2 separate regions of the Mus musculus genome follow, and region 1 is linked to region 2. Evidence: chromatin contacts called from public Hi-C data. All regions are on one chromosome and are shown on one strand. The core of a region is the stretch at or near the end of the contact, and the rest is flanking DNA. Distances in the headings are between cores, read along the strand shown. Region 1 holds the start of Islr (immunoglobulin superfamily containing leucine-rich repeat). Region 2 overlaps Ccdc33 (coiled-coil domain containing 33).

Region 1 (5,089 bases), core at 662-3,161, 98 kb before region 2:
TGGGCGAGGGCAAGGAGGGGGGAGACAGACAGGTATAGTCTGTGGAGGGCAGAGGGGTCCATGCTAGGAGGTGTCTTTCAGTTCTCCTCCAGCTCCTTTGACTTGAACCTTTTCCTCGATCCATTCCTACCCATGGTCCTTTATGCTTGAGAGAAAGGTCTCACATCCGCCCCACAGGATGTAGCTGCCCCTTTCACATAGTGTGGGATGGTAGATTCCAGAAGTAGCAACGCTCACCATACTGTCTAGCATGTTACAGGACTTCAACACCAAGGGGACTGAGCCACAGGGACTGTTCCTGAGATGAGGCCCCGAAGCCTTGCTCTGAGTGCTGGGTCCTGGACCGTGGAACCTCTTTGTCTGCAAGCCAGGGTGTTCAGAATCCCCAGCCAGTGACACCTCTGCCAAGGCTGATTTCTGCTCTCTGTCAGGCATGCTGTCATCTCTGTCATCTTGCCTGCACATACAGCCCACTCAGTGTGGGGCTGGGCTGCTGCCTTGGGAGCTCCCTGCCCAACAGCCTCAGACTTCAGGATATATTTACTTAAAAAAAAAAAAAAAAAAGCTTAACACTTTGGCTTCTCGACCAGGGGTTAGAGCTTGGTGGCTATTCCCTACACTTTGGTCCTTACAGTTTTCCAACAAGAAGCCCCAGCACACACACACACACACACAGAGAGAGAGAGAGAGAGAGACAGACAGACAGACAGACAGACAGACAGACAGACAGACATTAAGAGAGACACACAGGAATACATACTCACGAAAAGACTAATTCATGTCCAAATACAAACCACCATCACACAGTCCCACACAGACACACACATCTCCTACTGCATATCTCTAATATACAGACTTATCCACACACAGTGACATCCATCCACTCCCCACTACCACCAAGCCCACAGTGCACACACAACAGCACACACAAACACCAACACAGCCAGGCAGGAAGAAGGGGCTGCTTTTTTTTTTTTTTCTTGTTGGAAGCGAGGTTAGAAATTTCCCACTTTCCATGAAATCCAGTTTCTCACCCTTCCCCTATTTAAAAAAAAAGCCAAAAAAACAAAAACAACCCAACTTTCTGGCCTCATCTTTTCTTGGGTCCTACACAGATAGTGCTGTGACTTTAAGAAGTTGGAACTTCAGAGATGAGGGAGAGAGAGAGAGAGAGAGAGAGAGGGAGAGAGAGAGAGAGAGAGAGAACACATGAACAACCCCAAATTTGGCCTCTTTCCCTGTCCAGTTTCTAGTGTCAGCTATGAAGCAGAGTCCCTGTTGCTGAAACTCAGTTTCATTTTGTTGAAAGGAGTCTAGCAGCACAGAGCCTTCCCCCGCAGCCCTGCTTAGAGCTGTCCCGTGCACCCTGAGCCGGGTGTGCAAACCAGCCAGACCCCTCCTCCAGCAGTCCTGGTCCTGTGGACTTGCGAGCAATCCAGTCCTTAGATGCTTTGGTTCCATCTTAAAAGCTGTTAAGCTTGACTTCAGAAGAACAGTTTGGAGGTAAGTCAGGAAAGAAGGGGCCCCCGTGGCTGGGAGCGAGGAAGCTAGGGGTGTGTTTTTAGCACATCCCTCTGGGTTTGAGGGACTTGGAACAGGCTCCTGCTCAGAGCATCTGCTTGGACAATCTCAACCCCAGAATTTCCAGCTGCATTTGAGCTGAGCCTCTGGCCCCCCTGCCTTAGCTGAGAGGTCCTAGCTGGTTTATTTAGGCAGCTGCCTGGGATAGTTTGAACAGAACAGGCCACAGAGTGGGAGGGGTGGAGGGTGTGTGTGTGCATTGCACAAGGGGCCTTGTCTGGACCAGGGAAGCAAAACATACCTATGGGGGGCTCTAGTGGGAGGAGCTGTAGCCAGGATGTGGGAGGGCAGAAGGGAGGTTCTGTGCAGTGCGGGGGGAAGGGGGTGGCTGGAAAACAGATTTCAAGTCATAAAGTCAGCTAGGAACAGGCCAAGGCAGAAAGAGCTGTGTGCAAAGGAGAAGCTGGGGTCCACTTCCATCTTGTCTTCATCCTGACTGACTGCACACACGACCTTGGCAAGTCCCAGCCCTCCTCTGGGCCTCGGTTTCTTCTCCTGTTGGGGTGAGGGTGGTGGGTTAGGTGGTATTGGATTCTGGCTGGGTTATGTGGAACAGGGCCTTCTAACGGGGAGAGTTTGGGCAGGGATCTGAGGAGGGACAACTCCTTTCTATGAATCCTAGGCTCACCCGGGTGGCATGCCCTTCCCCGTAGGACGTACCATGCGGGCACTGTGCCTGCTTTGTTGGGCTGTTCTCCTGAACCTGGTGCGAGCTTGTCCAGAGCCCTGTGACTGTGGGGAGAAGTATGGCTTCCAGATTGCAGACTGTGCCTATCGTGACCTAGAGGGTGTGCCACCGGGCTTCCCGGCCAATGTGACCACACTGAGCCTGTCAGCCAACAGGCTGCCAGGCCTGCCGGAGGGAGCCTTCAGGGAAGTGCCCCTATTGCAGTCGCTGTGGCTGGCACACAATGAGATCCGCTCGGTGGCTATTGGTGCTCTGGCCCCTCTGAGCCATCTCAAGAGTCTGGACCTCAGCCACAACCTCCTCTCTGAGTTTGCCTGGAGCGACCTGCACAACCTCAGCGCTCTGCAGCTGCTCAAGATGGACAGCAACGAGTTAGCCTTCATCCCTCGGGACGCCTTTAGCAGCCTCAGCGCCCTGCGTTCCCTGCAGCTCAACCACAACCGCCTGCACGCGTTGGCCGAGGGCACCTTCGCACCGCTCACCGCGCTGTCCCACTTGCAGATCAATGACAACCCTTTCGACTGCACCTGTGGCATCGTGTGGTTCAAGACATGGGCCCTGGCCTCAGCGGTGTCTATTCCAGAACAGGACAACATTGCCTGTACTACACCCCACGTCCTGAAGGGTATCCCACTAGGCCGCCTGCCACCCCTGCCCTGCTCAGCTCCCTCAGTGCAACTAAGCTACCAGCCCAGCCAAGATGGAGCAGAGCTACGGCCTGGCTTCGTGCTGGCACTCCACTGTGACGTGGATGGACAGCCAGTCCCCCAGCTCCATTGGCACATTCACACCCCGGGCGGCACGGTGGAGATCGCCAGTCCTAATGTAGGCACTGATGGACGTGCCCTGCCTGGTGCCCTTGCAACCAGTGGGCAGCCACGCTTCCAGGCCTTTGCCAATGGCAGCCTGCTTATCCCTGACTTTGGCAAGCTGGAGGAGGGCACCTATAGCTGCCTGGCCACCAATGAGCTAGGCAGTGCCGAAAGCTCTGTAAATGTGGCATTGGCCACCCCAGGTGAGGGGGGAGAGGATGCTGTGGGGCACAAGTTCCATGGCAAAGCAGTGGAGGGCAAGGGCTGCTATACGGTTGACAACGAGGTACAGCCATCCGGACCGGAAGACAACGTGGTTATCATTTACCTCAGCCGTGCTGGGCCCCCAGAAGCTGCAATAGCAGCAGACGGGAGGCCTGCGCAGCAGTTCTCTGGCATACTTCTGCTAGGCCAAAGCCTGCTTGTTCTCTCCTTTTTCTACTTCTAACTACACCCTGCCCTGGTTGGCTAGAGCAGCTCCAGGGCCTTCCTAACTCCCCCTGATCACGTTCCTGCCAATGTTCCGTCTTAACACCACGAGGTCTGGAATTGGTGAGGCCTGAGGTTAGCCTGGGGACTTCACATTTTCCTATCACCTTTTCTAAGCTCATCCAGGCCGCTCATTACTCCAATTTGCAGATCTGCTCAGAACTAGCAGCTAGGATAGAACTATATCCCAAAACTCATCATCTCTAGTGCTAGTTGCTGCTAACAGCATTGCCTGTGCTCCTAGCAGGGGCAGCCTGCTAACAGGGCAACAACAATGTCTTAACCTGACCTACTTTGAGAGTTCTAGCCATGGAGGTAAAGAGCTTGTGGAGGCCATCCAGGTGGGCACTGGGGCTGGGCTAGAAGGGGGTCTGGAGTGGCCAGTACAGGATCTGGAAAGGAGGTACCACGGGCCATGGCTGGGCAGGCTAAAAGCTTTCCTGTTTTTAGATGCTCTCTGATGAGATATGGAAATCATCCCTCACTGGGCCTTTCTCTCCTCTCACCCCAAGCCCCACAGCATGTGCCTGCCTCTTGAGACACTTACTCCCCCTCCTCCTCTGAAGAGGCTAGCCAGTCTGGGTAGCAGAAAAATAAATAAATAAATAAATAAATAAATAAACAAACAGCATTTCTGATGCTCTGCTTTCATCTGCTTAGAATTCTGTTGGGATCAAAGACTCTTTATCAGAGGGTGGGATGGCCATATGTGAGAGTTGTGCCAACACAGGACAAGAACCAGAGGACATATGTGGCATGGAAGGGGAGCCCAGACTCATTACTAAGCCTTAACATGTACCAAGCTGCAGATTTACTGTCTTCAAACTAGCCCATGGGATGAGGGAGACAGAAACTTAACCATTGCTTTCTGCATTTTGTAAAGGGTTTGTAAGGTGGTGGGAAGGCCTGGGCTGTAGCCCTAAGAAGAGTGTCAGGAATAGAGATGTATATGGTTGGGGCCAGATCGGGCAAGAGGAAGGAAGGAGACTGAAGGAAGGTTGGGGAAGCAGGGGACAGAACACAAGGAAGAAACTGAAGACAGGAGGAAGGAGACAGGAAAACACAGTGCACCCAGGCTCTCTCTTCAGATACCTGAGGTAGGACTGAGAGTTGGAGGTTAGTCATAGCAGCGAGGATGTAAATAGTTCTGCCAGCAGAGATGCTGCAGAACTCCTTGTCTGTGCTAGGTCAGAGGGGTCTCCCTACTCCCCACCTTTAAAGACTGGATGTATGCTCATAGGGGTGAAGACCTTCAGGGGAAGGCCTGGCCTCGTTCCAGAGCCCTAGGACTGCTGAGCTCAGCAGACTGAAGGCAAGAGATTGAGTCTGAGTAGCAGCTGTGAGTTTGGCAGCTGGCCAGCCCCTCTCCCATAGTAGTGTCCACATGTGGGGCCTCCTTTCTCCCTCATGCTCCTCCAACTTGCAGCTCATGTCCAGTCCTTGTCAGCATCAACCAGCCAGGGCCAAGAATGTCTTCACGTCTGAGAGAAAGCACCAGGATGGAGCCAGGTTCCATATG
Region 2 (5,071 bases), core at 147-2,646:
TCCCTAGTCCAGCCAAGATCATGCATATATGACTTCCTTAGCTGCTTATTTGGGCCCTGACCTGTACCTAGCAATAAAGCACTCTAACAGCAACTCACCTGTGCTACTGAGCATCCAGCGTGAGATGCTACTTTGAGCATACAAAGGCAGGGGATGTGTCACCCAGAGGCGTGGTTTTAGTTATGCTTCAAAACTTTAGTGGCTTGGAAATTGGGAAAGTGGAGGTTTATTCAGGGCCAGCATGACCAATGACGTGAAGGTATAAGTGCCCACAGCCTGAGGGGCGTATGGATACTGTAGTGAGCACTGACCCTGGACTTGTATGTGGGACCCACATTCTGGAAGAGCCACCCAGATGCTCAAACCTGTCACAGCTGCAACTCTCAGGATGCCACAAATGAGGCTGGCTGCATGCAAGGGAGGCAAGCCCTCTTGAAGAGGCCTGCTGTCTGAGCCTGGCCTACATCTGAAGAGATAAGAACCTACAACTGCAGCCACAGGAAATGACAAAGCAGTGGCTGATCGGGGAGCCACTGCACAGGGCTCATTATGGTGCTTGCCAGCGGGCGAGCCACCCTTATCAGGGAGAAAATTGTATCAGGCCTCCTGAATTACTAGCGATTGGAAGCAGATTTCTTGGGACGCACTTTGTTAGATACCTAATGAGCGGGATACAGGAGAGCAGAGCCCTAAGCCTGGCCGGGCGGGGGACAAATGTCTTTGTTAAACAGAATTTGTCAGTTTCCGCTCCAGGCTCCCTGGGGAGGGTTCAGGGACAGCTAATTGAATTAAGAGCCCGTGTTCCCCACCAAGAAAGCTCAAGGCGGGGATGAGAGGTGGGCTGGCCGGAAGGCGGGCGCTTTCAGCACCGCGGACAGCAGCTGCAGCCGGGTTGCTTTGTAATTGCCAATGCAAGCAGGAGATGTTGCATTTTGCATGTCCAGGGATCTAGGGGATGAAGTAGGGAGGAGGGCAGCAGAGGTGTCGAGAGTAGGGAGGGTAGACAGATGACCTAAGATGTTGCCAGCCTGGAATGCCATTGGCCCAGCCTGTCTCAACAGACCCCACTTTGCTGCTGGACATCTCCCACCGTGTTTCTCACGTGGTGTGCAGCTGCTGGCACAGCACAGGGGCTGGGTTGGGTGCTGAGTTGAGCTGGTGCGTGGCTGTGCATCTCTTTGAGCTTTCAAAGTCAGTCCCCAATTACAGCCCTAATGAAGCAGGATCTGGTGCCACCACGGAGCTACAGACTGAGGGGCCACTTGTCAGCCCCACACTGCCCCAGCAGGCCTGCCAAATAGAAAAGCAAATAAACAAGCCTGTAGGGTGAGCAGACAGAAAGGAACCCAGCAAGCAGAGCCAGGCAAGGCCTGAATAGACAGTTCATCTGCATGGTTTTGCTCTCTCTTGCCCTCCAGCAGCCCGCCCCCTCCTCCTCTGTCCGCCTTCCCTCATCCTCAGTATACTCCCCTGCCTAGCAGGGGAGACTGGTGGGATGAATTCACTGTTCTGGACTGAGTGTCCCATCTTTAATTTATCTTTTTATGAAATTAAAAGAATTTACACATAGTATCAGAATCTGTCTAAAAATATCTGCTGAGTGTGTAACTCTGACCCAAAACCATGAGTTCCACATCACTGAGTTGGCCTAGCTGCTCTTGAGACCATCCAGGATGGACAGCAGGGAGACAGGCTGTGGGGGAGGTGACTCCCTCAGCAATTGTCCTTGCTCTCTGTAATGACTGGAGCACCTCTGGAGACCTCTTTTGATTTCATTACTCCTACTTCCTCCTCTAACTGGATTAGATGGCAGTCTATGAAATCCAGGGCATTGAGATTGGCTTTCTGCCTGGAAATGAGGAGAAATGTCATTACAGGTCCTGAATCAGCATCTTACCCAAGCTCTGCCCACCTGGTCACTAGGGAGGTGGTCTTTGCCCCGGGTAGTTATTCCTTATTTTCCTACCCCCACCCCCAGCCCAGCACACACCTATCATTTCATCCAATAAGCATGTCATAGCTACCCCTTTCCAGTCTGATGTTCAGCATTTTTAAGATTCATTTTATACTTTATGTATATGAGTATTTTACCTGCATATACTCTTGCCATGTATGCCTAGTGTCCATAGATATTTAAAGAGGGCAACAGGTCCCTGAAATGGAATTACAGGTGGCTGTGGGCCCCCATGTAGGCACTGGGAATTGGGACTAGAACCCAGACCCTTTGGAAGAGCAGCCAGTGCTCCTAACCTCTGGATCAAGGGTTCAGAATCTCTAAGTAGGAGACAGATGTGTACTTTTCCTTATCCAAACATTCACTCAGAAAACCCCAAACTGTGTGACCAGGATGCTGCAACTGGGCACTTCTGGGATATTGAAGACTGTGTCATTTGGGACATCTAAGTGAATCCTGCTCCCCTTTGAAACAGGATCAGTGAGGCAAAAAGCACAGCTAGTGTTCACAGATTTAAAATTATACACCATCCGACCAATGGTGTGCTGAAGTCAGCCTTGGGTCACTAATGCATCCCTCTTCCATTCCAAGAGCGTTTTGGTTTGGTTTGGTTTGGTTTGGTTTTTGTTTTTGTTCGGGTGTTTGTTTGTTTGTTTGTTTGGGTTTTTTGTTTTGTTTTTTTGGGTTTTGTTTTGTTTTGTTTTTTGTTTTTTTGTTTTTTGTTTTTTGTTTTTTGTTTTTGAGACAGGGTTTCTCTGTGTAGCCCTGGCTGTCCTAGGAAACAAGCTTAGAACCACAGAACAATGTGGTAAAAAATATAGGTAGTAAAATATAGTAAGACATAGGACTAGAAGAACCCCAAAAACTCTTGACCAAGAGAAGGCAGAGGCCCGGGGATTCCCAAGAGGAGGAGGAGGAGGAGGAGGAGGAGGAGGAGGAGGAGGAGGAGGAGGAGGAGGAGGAGGAAGAGGGAAGTCAGGAAGAAGAAAGATTCACCAAAGTGCACAGAGAGACAGTGTAGGGATGATTAAACTGAGTGATAACAGAGGAGAGATAGGGGGTCAAAAGAATGGGATGTTTTAGAAGTCATCTTTATTGATGGTGTACTTACTGAGCACCTACAGTGAACAAGACACTAGGGATAGTAATAATGTCCCTCTTCCCATGAAAGTTAAATCTTGTGAATACTGGGAGAAGGCAGAGAGAATCAATAAGTAAACCTGTTTGAATTGCATTTCTATAGAATAAGTACTGTGAACACTGTAAAATGGTATGCTATGAGTAGTGGGCTTTCTTTGGAGTTGGGGGTAGCTTCTGTGTGAAGGGTAGGGCTGCTCCTAAAAGATTGCACATGATGATACGGAGACAGTTGTGTGGAGATCTCTGGGTGGAGAAAGCAGCAGAGGCAAAGGCTCTGAAGCAGGGAATCACTGGGTTTGGAGAAACTGCTGGGCGCTGCAGCTGGGACCCAGTGAGCAAGAGACAGGTGGCAGAGAACGTGCACAGAGGACAGTCATGGCATGGCTCAGGAAGCTTGAAGTATAGCAGGCACCATGGAAGGACAGGTTCAAAGTCTCTCTCCATTTTTTAGAGACCAGAAAACTTCTTGACACCAAACAACAGCAAGGCTCTGCCCACCATCAACCCCAAGATCCTAGATGAGAATCTGGGTGCCATCCGTGAATCCTGGTCCATGAGCTCCTTAGACTCCACTCAGGAAATGGAGGAACTTCAGCCCCGTGATGTGGTGAGTGCTTCTCCCTAGAACACAGGGGACTTGGCATGGGGTAATGAGAAGGGAGGCTCAAAAGCCACTGCTGGGGCTGGGCTCCCCAGGTGGCAAGTGGACTGTCCCTTTGGCATACTCTAATGTGAGTCACCCCCAAAGTAGGAGAATGAAGGTGTGACCCCCTTGCACATTTCTTCGCCTCTTGGGTAGACTCTCATGGAATTTATGAGAGATTTCTGTAATGCCTGCTCAGTCATGACCAGTTCAGACCGTGTCTCTTAGGCCATGGGAAGACCCCAAGAGATTCTGTAACTTGTAAAAGGAGCAGTTGAGATGCACATAAAACAAACAAACAAACAAAAACAACCACTATTTTCAGGCACAGGGTCTGTGTCTTTGAGGTTGGAACCTGGCCTCAGGATGGGTCACTTCTGAGTCTCTTGGTACAGACAGCAGAAGCACATACTCCCCAAACGACAGCCCAGCTGAGGTCCCTAGTGGAGGCACCACCACCCCAGTCAATGACCACGAGTGATTCCATGTATGACTCTCTACAGCCCTGCACAGGAGATCCCATCCATGAGTAAATCCTGCTCCGAAGACCCCAAGGAAAGGCCCTAGGCAAAGCCACCAATCCAACCCTCAGGTCCCCTTTTGTGAGGACTTGCCCTTCTCCACTGACAGTCTTCTCATCCACCCTTGACACCTGGCACCTTTCTGAAACAGCACATCAGATGATAGGAAAGGCTATGGTCTGCTAGGTGTGTCCAAGATGTCCCTACCTGGAGCACCTTCCCTGAGAGCAGAGCCTTCATTTCTGGCACACACACTCCACTTTTACCCAGTGGAGAAGCTGAGTTCAGGAGCTGCCTCCAGCCCAGCTATTAATTGCATTGAAAATAAAGGTGCAAATCTCAGCCTGAGAGATTCAGAATGGCACGTATAAGCCAATTCTTGTCAACCTGCACGGCCTGGCTCCAAGCAGTATAGGAAAGAAGAATGAAAGAAGGAAGGGAGGAAGGGAGGAAGGGAGGAAGGGAGGAAGGGAGGAAGGGAGGAAGGGAGGGAGGGAAGAGGGGGCCACCACAGGAAAAGGGCAGGTGGGAAAGAAGGAGAAGGTGAAGATGGTCCTCCCTGGTTACCACCAGAGAGGTACAATGAGCCCTTACCCTACTACCTGCATATGAGTCAACCAAGCCTCAGCCCTACCCAACCCCAGAAGGCAGAGCTCACCCCTGAGTCACACTGTCTCTGAGAGAAGAGATTCAGGCAATGCTAGCTGTCTAGACAAGCCTCCCAGGTCCACCACCAAATCCTGGACACAGTGTGAGCAAGGAGTGAGCAGTGTCCAGCCCCACAGGTGGGAGTGGTCAAGATCCCTGGTCAGG

What was found. Hi-C and Micro-C count contacts between places; a contact is called where the count stands out from the background.
Region 1: a contact with region 2 is called in a Hi-C map of the N1E-115 cell line, with 2.9 times the contacts expected there. The contact joins the promoter of Islr here to the enhancer-like site in region 2. A contact is called at or near these places in 18 of 39 promoter capture datasets (the 3T3-L1 cell line, the HPC-7 cell line, HPC-7-derived erythroid cells and 11 more), 2 of 15 datasets of contacts at CTCF or cohesin (large pre-B cells and stem cell-derived epiblast-like cells), 43 of 484 Hi-C or Micro-C datasets (the AML12 cell line, CD4 T cells, CD8 T cells and 21 more), 13 of 115 datasets of contacts at active chromatin or transcription factors (CD4 single positive thymocytes, VIP interneurons, bone marrow-derived dendritic cells and 9 more) and 4 of 9 other capture datasets (adipose tissue, embryonic stem cells, liver and 1 more).

Annotation. Positions count from the first base shown.
Region 1 is chr9:58,155,376-58,160,464 of GRCm38.p6, reverse strand. It overlaps Islr (immunoglobulin superfamily containing leucine-rich repeat), which reads left to right and starts at 1,911. Exons shown (of 2, transcript NM_001195431.1): 1 at 1,911-2,038; 2 at 2,235-4,201. The coding sequence starts at 2,243. The coding sequence ends at 3,529.
Region 2 is chr9:58,056,871-58,061,941 of GRCm38.p6, reverse strand. It overlaps Ccdc33 (coiled-coil domain containing 33), which reads left to right. Exons shown (of 20, transcript NM_001166282.1): 11 at 3,546-3,701. Among named protein-coding and RNA genes, the nearest start is that of Gm16130, 27 kb to the right of the region's middle. Within about 2 kb of position 1,396, at least 11 of the 459 cell types and tissues checked have an H3K27ac peak or open chromatin away from gene starts, as enhancers often do. A contact at or near this core is called in the N1E-115 cell line and VIP interneurons, where this site is marked.